Linked DNA regions of Mus musculus: regions 1 and 2 are each linked to region 3. The links are chromatin contacts, called in public Hi-C maps. All regions are on one chromosome and are shown on one strand. Each heading gives the region's core, a stretch centred on a gene start, on an enhancer-like site or on the middle of the called end of the contact. The rest is flanking DNA. Distances are from core to core; before and after follow the strand shown. Region 1 has its middle 42 kb from the start of Thbs2. Region 2 has its middle 53 kb from the start of Thbs2. Region 3 holds the start of Thbs2 (thrombospondin 2).

What was found. Hi-C and Micro-C count contacts between places; a contact is called where the count stands out from the background.
Region 1: a Hi-C map of muscle stem cells shows a contact between it and region 3, with 1.9 times the contacts expected there. The contact joins the enhancer-like site here to the promoter of Thbs2 in region 3. A contact is called at or near these places in 9 of 39 promoter capture datasets (the 3T3-L1 cell line, cranial neural crest, embryonic stem cells and 5 more), 1 of 15 datasets of contacts at CTCF or cohesin (the NIH/3T3 cell line), 9 of 484 Hi-C or Micro-C datasets (the 3T3-L1 cell line, adipose-derived mesenchymal stem cells, microglia and 3 more), 4 of 115 datasets of contacts at active chromatin or transcription factors (embryonic fibroblasts, embryonic midbrain, embryonic stem cells and 1 more) and 2 of 9 other capture datasets (adipose tissue and liver).
Region 2: a contact with region 3 is called in a Hi-C map of uterus, with 1.9 times the contacts expected there. The contact joins the enhancer-like site here to the promoter of Thbs2 in region 3. A contact is called at or near these places in 1 of 39 promoter capture datasets (cranial neural crest), 2 of 484 Hi-C or Micro-C datasets (both in uterus), 2 of 115 datasets of contacts at active chromatin or transcription factors (embryonic fibroblasts and embryonic stem cells) and 2 of 9 other capture datasets (adipose tissue and liver).

What each region holds. Positions count from the first base shown.
Region 1 is chr17:14,734,221-14,738,181 of GRCm38.p6, reverse strand. No RefSeq gene overlaps it. Among named protein-coding and RNA genes, the nearest start is that of Thbs2, 42 kb to the right of the region's middle. Within about 2 kb of position 2,496, at least 42 of the 459 cell types and tissues checked have an H3K27ac peak or open chromatin away from gene starts, as enhancers often do. A contact at or near this core is called in the NIH/3T3 cell line, adipose tissue, heart atrium and 1 more, where this site is marked.
Region 2 is chr17:14,638,754-14,642,883 of GRCm38.p6, reverse strand. No RefSeq gene overlaps it. Among named protein-coding and RNA genes, the nearest start is that of Thbs2, 53 kb to the left of the region's middle. Within about 2 kb of position 1,938, at least 46 of the 459 cell types and tissues checked have an H3K27ac peak or open chromatin away from gene starts, as enhancers often do. A contact at or near this core is called in adipose tissue, embryonic fibroblasts and uterus, where this site is marked.
Region 3 is chr17:14,692,284-14,696,501 of GRCm38.p6, reverse strand. Thbs2 (thrombospondin 2) reads left to right here and starts at 2,240. Exons shown (of 22, transcript NM_011581.3): 1 at 2,240-2,532.

The DNA.
Region 1 (3,961 bases), core at 1,247-3,746, 41 kb before region 3:
GCTTCAAGGACAGGAAGGGACAGACCTCCATGGCTTCATGTCTGTGCTATGTGGTGTCTCCAGCTACTCTCACTTCAGGACAGTGACCAGTGACCCACAGGCTCCTCCTTCCCTTGAGTGCTTAGGACACAATGTACTTTATGGTAGTTTTGATCACAGAGAAATGTTGTAAGTTCCATTGCTTCTGAGGGTGGCTTTCTTTTTAGAACCTCATGCTATTCTAAAAAGTCATTCTTTTAGCTCTTGGGTGATTCAGAAATACTTTGGCATCCACTTGTCCACATCAGTTTGGTGAGGGTACACAAGAAGTAGAATCTGAGGCCATGGAAAACACCCAGAATGCAACAGGCCATTAGCAAAGATCCAGCCCAAGTGGCGGTTTTCCACAAGGACTAGATTTCAAAGTTAGACCAAGACTTTGAATTCTTCATTCCTGAACTATTGCTGGAAACAGAAACTAGAAAGGAACACCTGCCATGTGGGATGGGATGTCATGATGATTCCCGTCAGAGTGAACTCATGTCTGGAGTATTCCACTGGACCTTCGACTTAAAAAGGTACATTTGAGATGATCTTGGGAAATAGAGAAAATGCTAAATAACACTAAGATAAAAGTAAGTGTTTTGTCCCAAAGTATCAATTTCTCCCAAACAGACAGACAGCAGCTACCGGAATAAGGACAAACAGACAGCAGCTACTGGAGTAAGGATGGTCTTGAGGAAGCTGTTGCTTTTCTGTGAAGATCATCATCAGAGGCAGGGAGGAAGGGCCTCTTCCTCTTTGTTTGACTTCACTAGTAATCAGGGATGGACTGTTGTGCTGGTCAGGGCCTGCAGGAAGGCACTGGAGTGTGTATGTGTGTGTGTGTGTGTGTGTGTGTAAACAATTATGTATAAAATGCAAGTGTGAATGGCTGTAGTGCATTTGCTTCTGTGTGCGTATGTGTGTATGTGTGTGCACTGCTCCAAGCATGATGTGTGTGTGCATTGCTCTAAGCATGCCGGCAACTCTTCTAAGAATCTAGTCACCATGTCTACCTGACCTCAGGTTAGGGCAAATGAAGCTTTGAATGAAGCTAAAACATCAAAACCATCCCCTGTGTTAACCACCAGCTTTCCCTGCCTCTACTCACCTGAGGGAGATGAGTATCTTTCTTAATACTGACAGGATTTTCTACAACTCTCTAACTTTCTGTATTTGGTTTTAGGTCTTGTGTTTGTACCTTTGGGAAACCAAGCAGGGCTCCATAGTGACTTGTAGCCTTACTTAATACAGTGTTTTAAACCATCTCACAATGACATTGTAAACAGAGTTCTTTTGCTATTAGTCCCTGGGAGAAATATCTAACTCTGGGTATCTCAGAGGACTCCCAGGATGTCTCAAAGTAGTTAACATGCTTACCTTTCTAGTACTGAGTGGCTCAGAGAGTCCTTGTGAAAGTTGCAACCAACTAGACATACACCATGTGGTGAGCCAGAGGCCGTTCTGCACTTCTGTAAGTATCCAAGTTGTGTTTAATGAGCCTAAATTAACTTGGTCTTGCTGTGATGATCTCTGGCAGAAATGAGGACAGTTATAAAGAAAATACTATACTCCCTTTGGGAACTTCAGAGTTCTTGGTGATGCTATTTCCTGGTTCTATTGCTTCTCTATGGTGCCAGCATCTGTAGATTGAGGAGCGCCTAAAGCCCTGCATAATGGGGCTGGACAGCTGAGTGGCATCTGTCATGGCTACAGGCACTGAAGGAGCTTTCAAAGACAGGCTTCCTCAGCCAGAGCCCTTCAAACTGTAGCCGGGAAGATGGCTCTGGGATCACACCTTGGACCCTTGACTCATATCCTCTGTACTCACAGATGCCCATAGTTTTCTCCCAGGGACTAATATCTAACTGTCTGTTGTTTCTATCATTTGGCTGCTGAGGCCTGGATGGCAGCAAAGCCTCCGGTATCTAGAAGGAATCTTCCGAGTTCCTCCTGTAACCTCTGCTGCCCTGTACGCTGTCCCCGTTCTCCCATGCAGATTTGTAGTTACCGTAACAGGCAGCAGGCTAGATAGCGGAAGGAACAACACAAGGCTTTCTCTGTGGCCTGGTATGCCTTGTGAGTCTCACTTAGAGACAGAGACAAAGCAGCCATGCTGGTGACTGAGTGGCTCCTATACTGTCCTCTTGGTCAGTAGGTCAAGACTCAGAGGGAATTTCTGAGACTGGATTGGAAAAACAGGTCAGCAGGATGCCCCAGTCTCGGCTGGTTCTGTGAACCCTGACACTGTCAAATGTGAACTTAGAGGCATCTCACAATTGAATAATTGTGAATCATGATTTAGCCAATGAGCTGATCCTGGCCATGTGGCAGGCCATGGCAGCGTGGAGCAGACTGCCAGTGGTGGCAATCAGTTCTTTTTCTCCTGTGCTTTTGTACCCGGCCTGAGAAGCCCGGGAATCAGAGGCCATAACCTCCTTCTGGCCTTAGCACAAATCTGGAAGGAGATTATGAGTCAAATCATGAATCACCCTTCGCTCATACAAACTCTTAAGTTTTATTTGGTGTCATTCCTCCTTTAACAGTTATAACCCAGCTGTTTTTTATAGGCGACTGTATGAATATATCTCATATGGGGCTTTATCTCACTCTACAGAGATCAGGTAGTGAGCTCCACTTTATCCCAGTTCAGCACATGCTGGGACTGCAGTGTTTCACTAGTGTTTCCTGATCTCACGGTGAGATAAACATACCCAGAGCCCAACTTCTTAGTTAACACGCCGTAATGCAGCTGTCATGACCCAGTTGCTAATTCTGCTTTTCTACTGATCTTTTTAAAAGCAGAGTATGAGCCTTATTCACCTCTTCGTAACATGACCACTTGGCTACCCACCCAACATGGACTAGGTTCTGATACGTGTTTCATTCTAGAGTTTAAACCATCATCTATTATTCAATCCCTCCTTTGGGAACTTTGCTACATGGAAAAAAGAAACCCACACAACCTACACTACCATGGGGAGAGAAATCCTGCCATGCCTGTTTCTCCAAGTGTCAGAACTCTTTATTCTTTAATAGTTTACACTATAGGGATATACTTCTTACACACACACACACACAAACACATGACACACACACAGTCACAGATACATAGATAAGTGCCTATACACACATACATACACAGAAACACATTTAAAAACACACACCCCACACTTACACAATCACAGATATATAGATAGGCACACACATACACTTTTAGCACATGCACACATATAAACACTTTTGAGCACACACACATACACGTGCACTGCACATTTACACACACAGACACAGATACATAGATAGTTGCATATACACACTTTGAGCACACACACACATACTCCACACTTATACAGTAACAGATACAGATAGGTGCATACATACACTGTTAGCACACACACATAAAGAAACTCATTTGAACATTACACACACACACACACACACATACACACACATGCACGCACATACATGGACATACATGAATAGGCCAGTCACAAAGCAATGTTCCCTCTGGAGGATTTGGACTTAGGTCAGGGACCAGGCTGTGACTTTAAGGCAGCTGGTGCTCAGTGTCTGTCTTCTCCTTCTCAGACTTATTGTTTGCCTTACGAGTTACACTACTGAGAACCTATGTCACGTCGCTTAGTTTTAGGAAGCTGCTAGGCAATAGTTCCCTAGGATAAAAAGCCACAAAAATCTTTTTCAGTTCTACTTTTAATATTTCTTTGTGTGTGGTAAGGATCTGAAGAGCATGTGTGTGTTTATAAAACCCAGTGAATATCTCCGCTGGGCTCTCAGTGGGATTTCTTTGATGAGGCTCCATTCACTAACTGTCAGAGCCTGTATCTGAGTTGGGTCTCATCCCTTCAGCAGGAGGCAATGATACGGAATGTTTTTCTGGGTTTTTCAATAACACTCTTGCATCAGGCTGAGAGCTTGT
Region 2 (4,130 bases), core at 689-3,188, 53 kb after region 3:
GTAAGGCTTCCAGGAGAAACGATGGAATGACAATAAACTACCAAGGAAAGGGGAGTGGAGGGCTTAAAACCCTCAGATTGTTCCTCAGCAGAGCAGGACTTCTTGTCCTTCACAGAGTCTCCTGCATCACAGAAGGAAGATGGGTCATACGGAAGTTTAGCAACTGTCTGGATTCAATTTTTAGTCCTAGATTGAAGATCTAGCCAATGACTGTACTTGGAAACTAAGTCCTCAGATATAAGGACATCGATATGATGACATATGAGACCATAAACTTATAGGATCTATGTCTCTAGGAAGAGGATGAGGCCACCAAGTACCACAAAGAGGAAAGAGAATGTGAGGATGCTTCTAGGAGGAGGTAGTCTGGAAACTGGGAAAGAAAGCCAATCAGCTGTCTCTGACATTGATCCCAGCCCCCAGAGCTGTGAAACGAAGCCATGCTGTTTAAGCTGCTCCACTCTAGAATGGAGGTAACTGGCATGCTTGCCTTTGCTTACACATCCTGAGCCTGCCACTCTGACCACACGGTGAGAAAGAATCAGAGATGTTGTCAACGTAACAAAGCACCCAAACTGCAGTCCCATAAACGTTGGGGACCCAAGGGTGTGTCTTTCAATAGTCCAGACATGGTCCTCAGTGTTCAGGGTCATATCAGGTCTAATGTAACCCAGGGCTGACTTCTGAAAACCTGGTTCTCCTTGCTGTTCACCTGTGAGACCTGAAGAGGCTGTGCTGGGAGCTCGTGCCACCAAAGGTATCATAGCCTGAGGGTCTACACTCAAGGTTTCTGACAATATCTCACAGTCTAGGTGATTGTCCTCCCACAGCAGGTAAATGGCTCTAGCGTGCCAAGATGCTAGTGCCTAGGTCCTTCTTTAGAGTCCTCGTTAAGTCATGCCTACTTCATGGCTAATTGTCTAAGACCCAGTCTATAGGAAGATCAAATTAATAGGGTTGGGCATGCCCATTCTCACTTTATTTTGCTATATAAGACTAAGTCCTTTCAAGTTTGCCTGATTCTCCTTTGTATGGCCACCCTGTTCTGGTCCCTTATATCAGAAACAGAGCTGTGATGGTGGAGTTTGGTAAAGCAAGTTAGCATTACTAGGAATTTTCGGGGGTGGGGGGGAGTGTGGAGTTAATGCTAACCTCTGAGTAACTTCTAAACTTTGACAAAATGACTCAACATTAACTCCCAGGACCCATCATGGACGTTCATAGGGTATCTGTCCTTGAGACACACACCAATCCTATGCTACCTATGGCAAATGGGGTGAATATTTCCCTTTGGAGGGCGGTGCTCTGTCTCTGAAGATTTCAAATGTATAGCAATTAACTGTCAGGGATGGATTTGTTGGGTGGAGTGTTTCAGGGGGACACTAGTCCTGATGGTCTCAGAGGCTCCTTTTAGCTACAACCTGAAATCCCTAGGAGCGCATAGTAAACACAGAAGCCTTGGTATTGTCCATGGCTTATGAATGACAATCTAAAATACTTCCTTTTAAATACAATATTGCTGAAAGGTCTCCATCACAGGACCTGCTACATGTTGCCCTTTGCTAGAAAGGCTACCAGCTTGACCATTGAGGGTTCACAATGGGTTGACCTGGTTCATCTGAAAGTGTTACCCTTCAGATTGATTTTTAATTCCTGCATTTCCTAGGTCTCCTTCTTTTCATGACTGCTTCTCTCCACCACAAGATCTCTCACACTACCCTGCCTGTCTTGGTGAATACCCGTTCCTTGTACTTGAAGGCACTCAGCGAGCTGCTGCCTGCCCTCAGAGACTGACTTCCCGCTGTCATGTTGCAGTTCTAAGTGAAGGCTTGCTCCCTGGGTTTGGAGTCTGGTTTTTGCACTCAGCTAGCTGCTGCCTGACCCCGGAGCCTGGCTTCCAGCTGCCACGCTGTAGTTGTCAGTAAGGCCTGGTGCCTGCTCTCAGAGCCTGGTCTCTGCTTGCCACGTAGCACTTCTGGCAGGGGGAGGTTGAAACCCCGTACACTGGCGCGGCTCCCGGAGCGGCAGGAAATCTCTCAATGTTTGTCTTTGCTCTTAACAGTCAAAATTCTTTGACTCCAAAATGATTTCCAGGAATTACAGTATGAGAACTTAATATGTGTGCTTTTATTTTCTTCTTCAAAAAATAAAATAAAAATGAAACCAAGGCAGAGGTCATAAGCGGGTGTCTATGTGTTGGCATGTTCTGCTTCGGAGTTGGCGCACGTTTGCCCATGGTCTGCTCAGACGGGCATTTTCAGTTTAATAGCTTTTCTTCTGGAAGCAATTCAAGCAGTGAGAATAATACTGGTTTAGGAGGAGCAGGAAGGACTTGGGAGATGGCCCTGATTCTTCCTTGTCTTAGAACTCTCAGCCAACTGGTCTGGAGTCCCTCAGTGCTTTGTGTCAACTTTCTCCACTTTCCCATGTCAGAGTTACTACAGGGTAAGGTCTCCAGCCTTAACAGCCATCTCATCATGGTGACTGCTGAGCCTCCAAGGAGGGCCGAGGGGTGTCTTGATGTGAGGGCTCAGGATAAAGCAAGCTTGGCCAGGGGTTCTTGGGGAAACCACGTGGCCAGTTTCCTCTCTTTTTCTTGGTTTTATAAAAGTGACATTTTCCCAGGGGACCTGCCTTCTGCTGCCATCCACCCCAGCCTCTCTTTGTCCTTTCTCCTTTATTGACATAGCTCTTCCTGGTTACAGAGTTACTCATCGCCTTTTCTCCACAATAAAAATACGTCTCTATGAGGAAGATACTCATTTTCTCACCTGAATTTGTGTTCAAAGACCTTGGTATATAAAGGCTTCCTGTGGAGATTTGTGAATAGGCTGGTCCCGACACAGAGTGGCAGGCGCCTGAGGTTCTGCAGTAGGTTCTGCCCAGATGAATGACTTTCAGCAGCGTCCAGTTAAGAAAAGGAAGTATCTGTGAGCCTAACCTGCAGTCCTCAGAGAATGCCACGCGCCTCGGCCCTGAGTTGGACCACGCGCCTCGGCCCTGAGCTGGACCACGCGCCTCGGCCCTGAGCTGGACCACGCGCCTCGGGCCCTGAGCTGGAAATTGTGCCACATTGTTATTTCATTCAGTAATCCTGAAACTCAGCAGGGGGGAAAACAGAACTGCCCGAAAGGGTAAGGGACCTGGGCAGACATTTTCCCAGAGTAGAAATTCACTGATTTATAACTTGATGGAAGATAGTTACCCCAATCAGCCCTTAGAGAAATCCAAATCCAATGTACTCATAAGAAAACTGAAAACATTGACAAGGATCATATCCATGAAGGAGGAGGATGGTGGGGGAGGGGACAGCGATGAGGATAGTAGGAGCTGGAGACACACACTGACACATTGCAAGAAACCCTGTGGTAGATAAGTGTCGAAAAGTAGCAACTAACAGTAAAACTATTCATAACCACAAAGATGAGATTAATACTTTTCAGGCAAACATGTAAGAGGGTTTTTTTTTTTTCTGCATCAGCCCCCATGCCATTGTTCAGGTCAGATGGTTCAGAGGCAGAAGGAAAAATGTTATCAAAACTCAGGTAGGCTGGAGCCCAAGGCTTCTACTGCTGCTGATCAATTCAGTTCTGATGATCCTAAAATCAAGCAGAACTACACATGTTCAAAAACCAAGAGGAGCGTTGTCATGTCATGTTTAAGTGTCATGAGGTCCTGGCAACTGTGAGAGCTTATAATTATCAGAATTAAATTCAGAATGTATGTCTTACTCTTTGGACTATGCTTTAAAAGGACAGCAAAGAATGATAATAGTTAAAATTAGCACAGTTGATTAATGTAGAACTAATTAAAATCGTGAAGGGGAAATGATTGAGAGACAATAAAGGAAAACAAGATGAGAGAGTTTAAATCCAAATATGGTGGGGATGATGCTATGGCAGTCCATCAAAATTTGTTGGGCTGGATAAAACAGCAACAAAAAAGTATGCAGAGGTCAGAGGTAAGGGAGGATATCATAGAAATGGAAGACATTCCTAGCATTACTAGATAAGAAAGATGGTTTTATGATAAATATATTTTCTCCAGAAACGTCCTAAGCAGATGTACTGCTTCTCAATATAAATAAAATTTAGGTTTTAATCTAATAAAAGTCTATTTAGAGCAACTGA
Region 3 (4,218 bases), core at 991-3,490:
GGCTCGGCACAGAGCTGACCGCACTGCAGCATTCAACCGTGCTTTCCAGTCTTGCACTCCCACAGCGGCCCAGCCAGGGATGGCCAAGTACCTCTGATCACTATCACTCCTGTCATTGGGTTGACACTCTTCTATTCTAATGAGGGCAGAAGCAGTTGGTGGGAACAGACTTCCTTTGACACGACTTCATCTTAGTGTTCTCCTATATGAAGACTCTGGTCCAGCAAATTAACATCCACAGAGTCCCATAGACACACTCCCTCAGACCTTCCTCTCTCTACCCCTCTCTGTGTCTTGTGCCTTCCTCACATGTTACTTGGATAACCCCAGCTTCTCTATTATCTTTTTACTGGCCCCATTGCTACATCATACCCCTTCCAAGGGCACTGAGTAAGGTGGCTTGGAGAGTCAGTCCCCTTTATGCTATAGAATGGACATGAGGGTCAATGACACCAGCTCCATGATTTCCCTCCTGGGATAGTCCTGTGGTCATGGCTGGACTTACCCATAGCTCTCAGCAGCCACTACCTTAGGAGCCCATTTCAACACTGACCCTACTATGCGTATGTCCCTGCCTGGTGTGTTCCTGGACTTCCCAAGACTCATTGCATATCATGTACTGTCAGCTCTTCCATCAAACTCTCTTGATTTGTCTGTGTGTCTGTGTGTGTGTGTGTGTGTGTGTGTGTGTGTGATATTTCAGAGGTGAAGTCTTTCTACACTTTACTAGCAGCAGGGAGCCCTACAGGCTGCAGAGTATGCCCATCCTGTACCCTATGCCCTCTGCTCTACCCTGGAATCTCTGCCATAAAGGGTCCCACTGTAAGTAGCAGAGGGGCGGCTAGGCACTGAAAACTCTTCAGGGAGCCTGGTCACGTCTCCCTTCAGGCTTTGAATCCAAATATAAATTTGAGTCTAATTATTTTAGTTAAAAATGAAGGTTTTTGCCATTAATTTGGTGACTCAAAGCAATGCATCTTCCTTCAAAAAATGTACTGTTAGAGGCTAATCTTTTGTTTTTGTAAATTAGAAAATAATACTTATTTTAAAATTGTATTATATTTGGCTGATCTGCGTATGGAGGTACGTGTATGTGTTTGGGTATATGTGCACTTGTGTCACAGCATGTGAATCAGAGGACAATTTTACAGGTGAGTTTTCCCCTTCCACCATGTAGGTTCAAAGGTTCCTTCACCTCAACAGAAACACAAGGATTGGAGATCAGCGGGGGGGGGGGGGGGGGGGTTGTGCCTTGTCCTGGTGTCTTCCCTGTCCACTTTGGTTCCAATCTAAGAGGATCCAACACAATGGCAGGGTCCTTCAGTTAAGTCTCCCACCTAGAACAGAAAGTGGCTAAGTACTTTCTCTATTTAATTTATCTTTCCTTTTCTTGAAGTAAGCCCTGACTTATTTATTATCAGGTGTCAACCAGATAAATGTCCAGAAAGCTTTGAGTGTCGTCTATGAAGAATGAAGCCCAAGAGGAGGTTGTGGGAGATGCCACAAATCTACCATCTTCTTTGGGCTCTGGTGCATCACCGCCTGACCAAGTCTTTCCTGTTGACTGCTTTCCTTGTGTGATGAGCCCCATCCCATCCAGCTACCATGCACCCTGGCACTGGCTTTAACCCCCATGGACTTAGGTCTGGCCCTCTGATTCTCACTGAGTTTCTAAGCTGCCCCCACCCTATCTTGATAACCACGAGGACTGCCTCTCACTGCAGGATTCCCACACTTGGCAAAGTTGTCCCAACAAGACTGGGGTGAGGACTGGGCTTTTTCAGGGAGCCAGGGTCACAGAGAATTGCAGGTCTCGACTGAGCAGATGAAGTGAGTTCAAATTAAAATCTTTTCTCCTGAGAAGCGGGTCAGAGATACAATGGGTGGGCTCTCTTTTGTGGTAAATTCATTAAAAAAAATTAATTCTTTGACTATAATAACTTCCCGGCAGTGTGGTAAACTTACTGTCTGTCCTGTAGTTTTGACTGTTACTCACTTGTTTTAGAAAGGCCAGTATCACACTGGGTAATTCGAAACACATTTAAAGCATAGAATTGGCATTTTTTTTTCTCCTCAGCAAAATGGGGAGTCCCAGCCAATCTTGCTGGTTTTATTTATAGCATTTTATTTCCTGAGAGAAGACAGGAAAAGTGAGTCCTGGCCTGCCCCTCTTGTCTGACTCCTCCCCGGGCCCCTGTCTGGAAAGCCTGGGTGGACCTGTAGGAGGGGCGTTAGCTCTGAGGGGCTGGATTTGGACTGGGTAACCAGGTACTCTGAGCAAATGGCGAGACCAGAGGACGAATTATGACACTCCTTCGAAAGAATGAATTAAACGTGCCTCCGCATGTGTCTGATTGACAGGCCTCCTGGGGAAAGGGCGTATAAAGGAGCCGGTCACTGCCGGGAGGCAGAGAGAGCCAGTCCGATGTCTGCAGCCTCCCTGGCCAGGCCTCTCCTCTCCTGCCGCAGCTAGTCCCCCTCAGGACAGACAGAGTACTGGCGTCGGTCACCATTCACTTGCAAACACACCAGGTACCTTTTTATTTCTAAGACATTTCACTGGCTGTGATCTTTCAGAAAAGGCTACGGTTTCCAGGGGTCTAAAGGGGAAGTCCAGCTGTGTCCTCTGACACTTAGCCCAGTGGCGTCCTCACCGTCCTTGCTCTGCAAACTTATTGACCTGCCAAGAACATTCACTGCTGTCTTTGTCCCCGGGGTGGCAGGGGTTGGGGATGTGGGGAGTGTCTTTCGTGGTCTCTCATAGCAGGAACCCTGTGAAGCAACAAGGGGCTTGTTGGCTTCATTCCAAGGATGCTGGGGTTCAGGGAGGGGGAACTGACATTTTCTACTTAAAAATAAGAAAGTTTCTCTACCAAAGTTTGCTATGGAAGAGAAAGCAGAGAAAGGAATGTCAAGAGATCTCTTGAAAATGTAAAAAATAACCAACGGGATTATAGGGATCTGATTCTAAACATTAGTAAGAGCTGAACAAGTGTTGCTGTCATTATAATTATAATGTACAGGGCGGGGAGAACCCTGAGGGGACTGTGTTTGGGTTGCAGCTTGGCTAATTTGCATACAAAAGAGCTGGTAGCCTGGGGCAGTCAAAAGAAAGTGATCTGGTGCTGAAGGAGGAGGGCGGGGAGGGGGGCAAAACAGTAGGAGTTGAAGATGTTTAGAGACACCCAGCAAACACACTTTCACTTCGATTGTTCCTGTGGGGTGAACTTGTGTAAGACCTATAAAAGTGATAATAGCCTGTTGCAGAAAACCTTTGAAAGTCTACTCATAACCTGCAGTGAGGACTTGTGGATGGGGAAGAGTCTGTGTGTGTGTGTGTGTGTGTGTGTGTGTGTGTGTGTGTGACCCATGGAGCTTGGATGCAATTGCATTGGCCCCAGGAGGCTTGATCCAGGACCAAATACTATTCACTTCTTGGTCCCTTTTCCATGTGGGGAAGGCAGCAAGATTAGATGGGATGCTGTTAATGACCGTTGATTACTTGTGACACTCTTGATTGAGCTTGGTTTTACCGAAACACAGTTTAATGGACTCTGTTTGTGTTTGTATGCCTGAGCTGTAAAATGTCATTTTAAGATGGAACTTGTCTTTGCAGAGACAGCATTTGTCCATAGAATAAGGAGAAAGTTGGGGATGGAGTTCAGGGGCAGCTGCCCTGTGGCAAACACCTGCACTAGGGACTCAGGGATAGGGCAAGCTGGAGTCTTCAGATGTGGACTCTGAAGATTCTCTAAAGTACCTGACAAGGTCTACTTTATACTTGAATCCTCAGAAAAATGTCACCTCAAGAACTGACATTGGGAGTCCTCCCAGCCACAGTTCCACATCCTGAGTGTTTGCTGTGCCTCAAAGAGCTCTGGAGATATTTATTTGCATAGGGTCTTTCTCTAGCATCTAGAGAAGTTGATACTTTAAGAGTCAGGTTTTTCAAGCCATGGACAAAGCAACTTAGTGGGAGGGTGAAAAGATTGCCCTCTTTCCACCTGGTTAGAAAAGCTGGTGTTAGCACTCAGGTGACATGGTGTATTTGGCTGCCTCCTGAAATGTACCTAGCGCTCAGTCCATAAGCACTGCTCATGGGGCAAGACCAAGTTCTTGCCCCATTGTCTCCCTCTGGGGAGAAAACTGTCCCTTGGTGGAGGGCATTGTTTCCAGCTTAGCAAAAATATTCTGGAGAGGGGAACTGCTGAGATGTCC